2 separate regions of the Gossypium hirsutum genome follow, and region 1 is linked to region 2. A link is a contact called in public Hi-C data. All regions are on one chromosome and are shown on one strand. Each heading gives the region's core, a stretch centred on a gene start, on an enhancer-like site or on the middle of the called end of the contact. The rest is flanking DNA. Distances are from core to core; before and after follow the strand shown.

The links. A called contact is a pair of places that touch in the nucleus more often than the background predicts.
Region 1: a Hi-C map of hypocotyl shows a contact between it and region 2, with 2.5 times the contacts expected there. The contact joins the enhancer-like site here to the promoter of LOC107932514 in region 2. A contact is called at or near these places in 7 of 34 Hi-C or Micro-C datasets (callus, hypocotyl, leaf and 1 more).

The regions. Positions count from the first base shown.
Region 1 is chrA12:6,707,604-6,710,336 of Gossypium_hirsutum_v2.1, forward strand. No RefSeq gene overlaps it. Among protein-coding and RNA genes, the nearest start is that of LOC107921438, 24 kb to the left of the region's middle. Within about 2 kb of position 1,373, at least 5 of the 9 cell types and tissues checked have an H3K27ac peak or open chromatin away from gene starts, as enhancers often do. A contact at or near this core is called in hypocotyl and leaf, where this site is marked.
Region 2 is chrA12:6,633,004-6,635,906 of Gossypium_hirsutum_v2.1, forward strand. LOC107932514 (DNA repair protein recA homolog 3, mitochondrial) reads left to right here and starts at 1,439. Exons shown (of 7, transcript XM_016864583.2): 1 at 1,439-2,251; 2 at 2,651-2,728; 3 at 2,858-2,903.

The DNA.
Region 1 (2,733 bases), core at 123-2,622, 75 kb after region 2:
GTTGGTTCAGGTTTTACGGGCTAAGAATAATGTCCAAGGAATTTGCCCATTGTCGATCGCGAGGAGCAGTTGTTAGTATGTTTGGTGATCAATTTCACACAATTTTTTTTTTTTGGGGGGGGGGTATTACGGGCATTAAGTGGTCGATAGGTAATGGACGTTTGCTCAACTTGTGGAATGATTCGTGGCTTGACGATGTTGGCCCGCTGAAGCAGTTCTATACTGTGGTGCTCCTTTAGAAGACAGCACTCTGGTTCGGCACCCGGTTACCTGTGAAGGTGAGTGGTCGTGGGAAACGCTTGAACAAGTGCTCACTCATCATATCGCCGCTCGGATAGTTGGTGTTTTTCTACCCTCTTATAGTGCTTCGAAAGATAGGTTAATGTGAATGTGGTCCTCCGATCCGCTTCTGCAACTTTTAAATAGATTACAGTGTTTAAATGTCTTGATGGTAGTGCGGATTGGTCCTTGGTCTGGCAAAATGATGCGCCACATATCCCCTTGCAGCTCCTCTCTTAGTTGCACCTCCAGCTCCTCTCTTAACAGGTTACACTACAAGGGCCTCATTCCTTCCGGTAAGGTCTCCTAAGGCCTCCTTCATAGCCCCTTGCAGCTCCTCTCTTAACTACACCTTCATCTCCTCCTAGGACTTCGCTATGTCGGACTTTAACTCATCAAGGGAATCCTTAATGTCCTCCAGTCAAGTTGGGACATCACTCACTACGGACTCAACATCGATCATTCAGGTCTCCATGATCGCCACAAAGTCCTTTGAGCTCCCTCATGAGCCTCCTTTCTTGCTCTTCATTGTCACTCGAGTCTCCACCACCCTTTCCCCTTGCTTGCTCCTCTTATCTGATTTGTAGTCATCTCTCACTCACCACAAGAGCTAACTGCTAACTCTGATATCATTTGTCATAGGTCGAGACTCTAACTCTGCCAATATGCAACCTTAGGCACTAGTCTTTCACCAACAATGCCTAAGTCAACCTTCGATCCTTGCTTCGGAGAGTCCCTTAACAAAGCTCTAGGCCTAGAGAAGCACACCCACATCAAATGAGAACAAAAGGGAGTTGGGATAATCTGGAATTGTTATTACTCAATAAGTTAACTTATGTTATAAATGGAGGGGTGCCTTCCTTTATATATGCCAAACCCCTTTGATCCAACGGTCACGATCAAATACAATAGATAATCAAGAACTTATTTTTAGAATATTTTATACAACTCTTTCAAAAGGTTCTACTTTATTCCACAAGGTTTGGATCTCTTCCTTGGGCTTCCGGATTTTTGGTACCCCAGACCCATTCTTCTCACATGTGCACTTTTTTGGGCCTGTTGCAGCTAAGGGGGCCTCCCTAGGCCCTTGTTGGCCACCATTCGCACCTTAGGGCCTCCACCTGTACTTAGGGTGGCTTGCTCCACACCTTTGGGTGACCGTGACACCAGCCTATGCTGCTTCTAAATCAGTACTTTGTTGAGTCTATATGGTGCTTATGTATGATCATAATCTATTCGGCTGAAAACATTGTCTAATGCCAACCAATCTTTAGCTGATTTAATCAATCTTGGACCGAAGCATTGTGCAAATAAATCTATTCTGCTATGATTCCTAGACTAGTAAATACCTAACTCCTAGATTGGTACATGGTTAAATTGATTGAAGTTGTTGGTTGGCGTCATCTATTTTTCTCTCATGATGTTATCTTCAATTAAGCTATCATTGATTTATTATCATTCTATTTCCTTTGAACTTCATCTTTTTTCGTGTGATTTTTCTTACAAGTTTGGCCAATCTTTTGTCTGATGCATGGTAGACAGGATGAGGATGCAATGGTTTCTTTAGTGATTATGCAGAATAACGTAAGGAACGTTTTGAACTTGTTGGCCCTACCTATTCTAATTGTAATAGTGGCACAGGTCTCTGGGGCTGCTGCCGTGGTGATCCAGTTATTCGCAGCTACTTTTATGAGGTACCTAAGCTAAGGTTACTTGGTCTCTCTAGAACAAAACATGCATTATTCTCTAATCAAATAGTCGACCTTGGTCTGATCGTCTCACTAGCTTTCTCTAACATGATATCCCCTCTTACAGATCGAAACATATTGGTAATATCCGTAGACGATGAAAATTCAAGAGTTGGAAGAAAATAATAAGCACATGGATCTACAGTCCCATGACATGTATGTTACAGACACTTTATTTTGACGCCCGTAGGAACAAAAACTTTTAAAACAAGGATCCGAATCAAGTGCCCCATGGATAATGCATACCAGAAATAAATGATAAGAATATTTGAGGTCAGGTAAGGTGAGTTTGTGTCGAGGAGAGAGGAGGGGGATTTGGATGTCTGAAACTGACCTTCCGCTAAGGTTAAAGCAGTCCCACATGCAGCCAAAAGATTTAAGAGGTAGGTTGGTAGGTAGGTAATGTCATCTTCAGCTTCTCCATCTATCTATTTAGGACAGCTCTCTTTTTTTTCCTCCACCCAAGCACATGACATCCAGGTGCTGCTGCGCTGGCTTGCTTGTCAGCCCACTCCAATTATTGCAACCTTAACCCACATTTAGGATCGCAAGTAACCAATCATGTAATTATAAAATCCCAATCTTTATAACTACAAAAATGAAACTTTAATCTGATAAATAAGAATAAATATAGATGCTGAAGTTTCATACTTGACATTTGTTAAATTTGAGCTTTTAATGATGAGTGCGTGAATGAATTAAGGAT
Region 2 (2,903 bases), core at 189-2,688:
TTAAATTTTCTTTTTTATTATTGTCATTTTCTGAAAGAGTTTTAACTTTTCATCAACTTTAGTCAATTTAATTAATTTTTCTATTTTATTACTATTCGTTTTAAAAGAGGAAATTTTAGTTCATTTTTTCCATCCTATAATTGTTAACATGAAGTTAGTTAAGTCTTTAAGATCCTATCTACCATTTATCCTAGAAAAATTATAAATAACATGTAAGATATTTTTTAGGGTTTTTGAACTAATTTTAAATATCGTATAGGATTAGAATCTTAAATTAATATATAAATATTCTTTAGGACTTTATTCAAGACTAAAACTAAAGATTTTTGTAAGTGAATTGTAAATCATGAGTAGGTCTTTGTAAGTATTTTGTTTTAGAAACTTTTTTAAGAAAGCTAATAAATGTTATTTAAGATATATTATTTTAGGATTTTGGTGAACTTAAATCTTAGATCAAGAATTTTAAAGTAAGATAAATCACAAACTCGGCATAGGATACTTTCATAATATCTTCATAGGTTCAACGTTATTAATTAATTCTTTAAATAATAATAATATATCGAATAAGTTTTAGATGGATTTTAATATTTCTCTTAACTCATTAGTAATTTCTAGGTGGTTTTTTTAAAATTCTAAAATAGAATTAATTCTAGGAATTGAAGGTAAATTATTTAGGTATCGTTTAGGGTTCTCGTTAAAAATAAAAATCTCTAATTTAAGTTTCAAATTAGATAAATTGGTGAATACATCTTAATCAAGTTACGAGTAAACCGAAAGAATTTTCTTTAGAGTTTTTATTTAAGATTTTCATAAGATTTTAGCCTAAATTAAAACATTAATATGCTTAAATAAATAAAACCTAGCTCTTAAGACCCTGTAGGACTATCCCCGAATAAGCATTGTGGGGGTGTTATAATCTTCCCCACACGTAACCATACTCCCAAACCCAAAATTTGGTGATGACATCAAGTCTAAACTTTTAGGATTTTTCGTAGTATTAATTCTAAACTTTTAGACAATAGGTGGCTAACCAACCTAGCCTTAATTGGTTAGTGACGATTCTACATTAATTTAGGCCCTCCGTGTCTAGCTTTACTTACTCAGTCCCCATATCCTTATGTAGGCAACATTATGACAGTTGACATAGAAAAGTACTAATGTGGATGGCTTAATTGATTTTTTAAATTATTTTGTGAGGTTTAATTTATTTTTTAATTATTTAATTCTAAAAATTATTAAAATTGTATAAAAAATTTAGAAATATTATAAAAATAATATAAATATATAAAAATAATATATATTATAAAATATTATTAATTTATTAAGAAAAATATAAAAATAATAAATTATAGAAAAATTAAATACAAAAAGGTCATAGAAAATTATATTATTTTCTTTAATTACAAAACTTATTAAAATATTTAAAATAAAAAAATTTAGGTTATTTTGAGGGTTTGGAATCTTCGGTTTTGGTAAGAAAGGAATGGAGAGCTTGAAGTGTGATGGTAATCAGACTTGTAGGGACTGTTGAGCGAGAGGTTTGAGTGACAATGAGTTTAACAGCATGTTTGGTTCGACGGAATGGCCATTCCATTCCGCCCTTATTCCACACCCTACAGTGATCTGTTTGTTTGGTTGAAATTTGACCGTCGAATATCTATTCCGTGCGGGCTCTATTACACGTAAATGCTGCATAACCATTCCGAGGGTCGAGCGCTGAATGCCTATTCAATGGCTCTCGTAACAGCTTATTTTTTTTTAGACGAAAATCTCCTCCCACTTCCACTATCATTCAAAACAAAATCTTCTTGGGTTTTCCATAAAACGCATAGAATACTCTCTGTTTTTGGATTTTGAGTGTGGCAAATTTGCATGTGTATGAAAATATGGAGAAATTGATGTCGAAAGCAGAGCTTTGCAAAGAAATGAGCACATCTCCCACCGTGCAGCCCAGCGATTGTGGAAACGGCGAGGCTCCGATCAATTATTAGCTATTGTTTTAGTCTTCTTCCCTTCGCTGTCTATTTTCTTATTCTTTCCCCTAAATTGTCATCTGTATTTTACCCGTTCCAATGAACATGCAAATATCATATGGAGAAAGGATTAGGTTATGCTTTTTCTGATGTATATGGGTTTGGAGTTTGATTTCTATCTTTTTCTATTTTCTTCTTCCCAGACAATCTTGGAGAAGATTGCCCTGTGTTTGAAAACTTGTTTGAATTTTGTCAAATTTATACTGGTGGGACAATAGGTAAATTTTGATATGGTAGGTTGTTTCTCTTAATTTGATTTGTGCATTTTCAGTTGTAATTGATTGTCATGGTTGGCAGATGCTGCAAGAAGATTAAACAATCAGTTATGTGATATTGCTATAAATTGGGCTGGTGGTTTACATCATGCCAAAAAGTGTGAGGCATCTGGCTTTTGTTACATCAATGACTTGGTTTTGGGAATCTTAGAGCTTCTGAAGTATCATGCCCGTGTATTATATATTGATAGCTTCTGAAGTACCATGCCCGTGTATTATGTATTGATATAGATGTACATCATGCCCGTGTATTCTAGTTATAGACAAACTTAGATTCATGCTTACATTGATAATCAAAACTGATTTTAGAATTTTAGTAACCCACATCTACTTTTTCAACAGTCTAGTGAACTGGCTGAAAGTGTATCCAAAATCATCAATTCTCAATTTGCAGACTAAGTGGATATGTCTGAAGTGCAGGTATTGCTTACTTCATAACAAATTCATTTTGCAACATTACTTCTGTTGGTTCTACAAGGTCTTGCTATTTTACAAGATGAATTTTCAGCGGTTATAACCAAATCTTTAGTAACCTTTGTGCATGGCCAGGAAACGAAATTTGATGCCGAAATGGCTGCAATGACCCGTGTTCCAT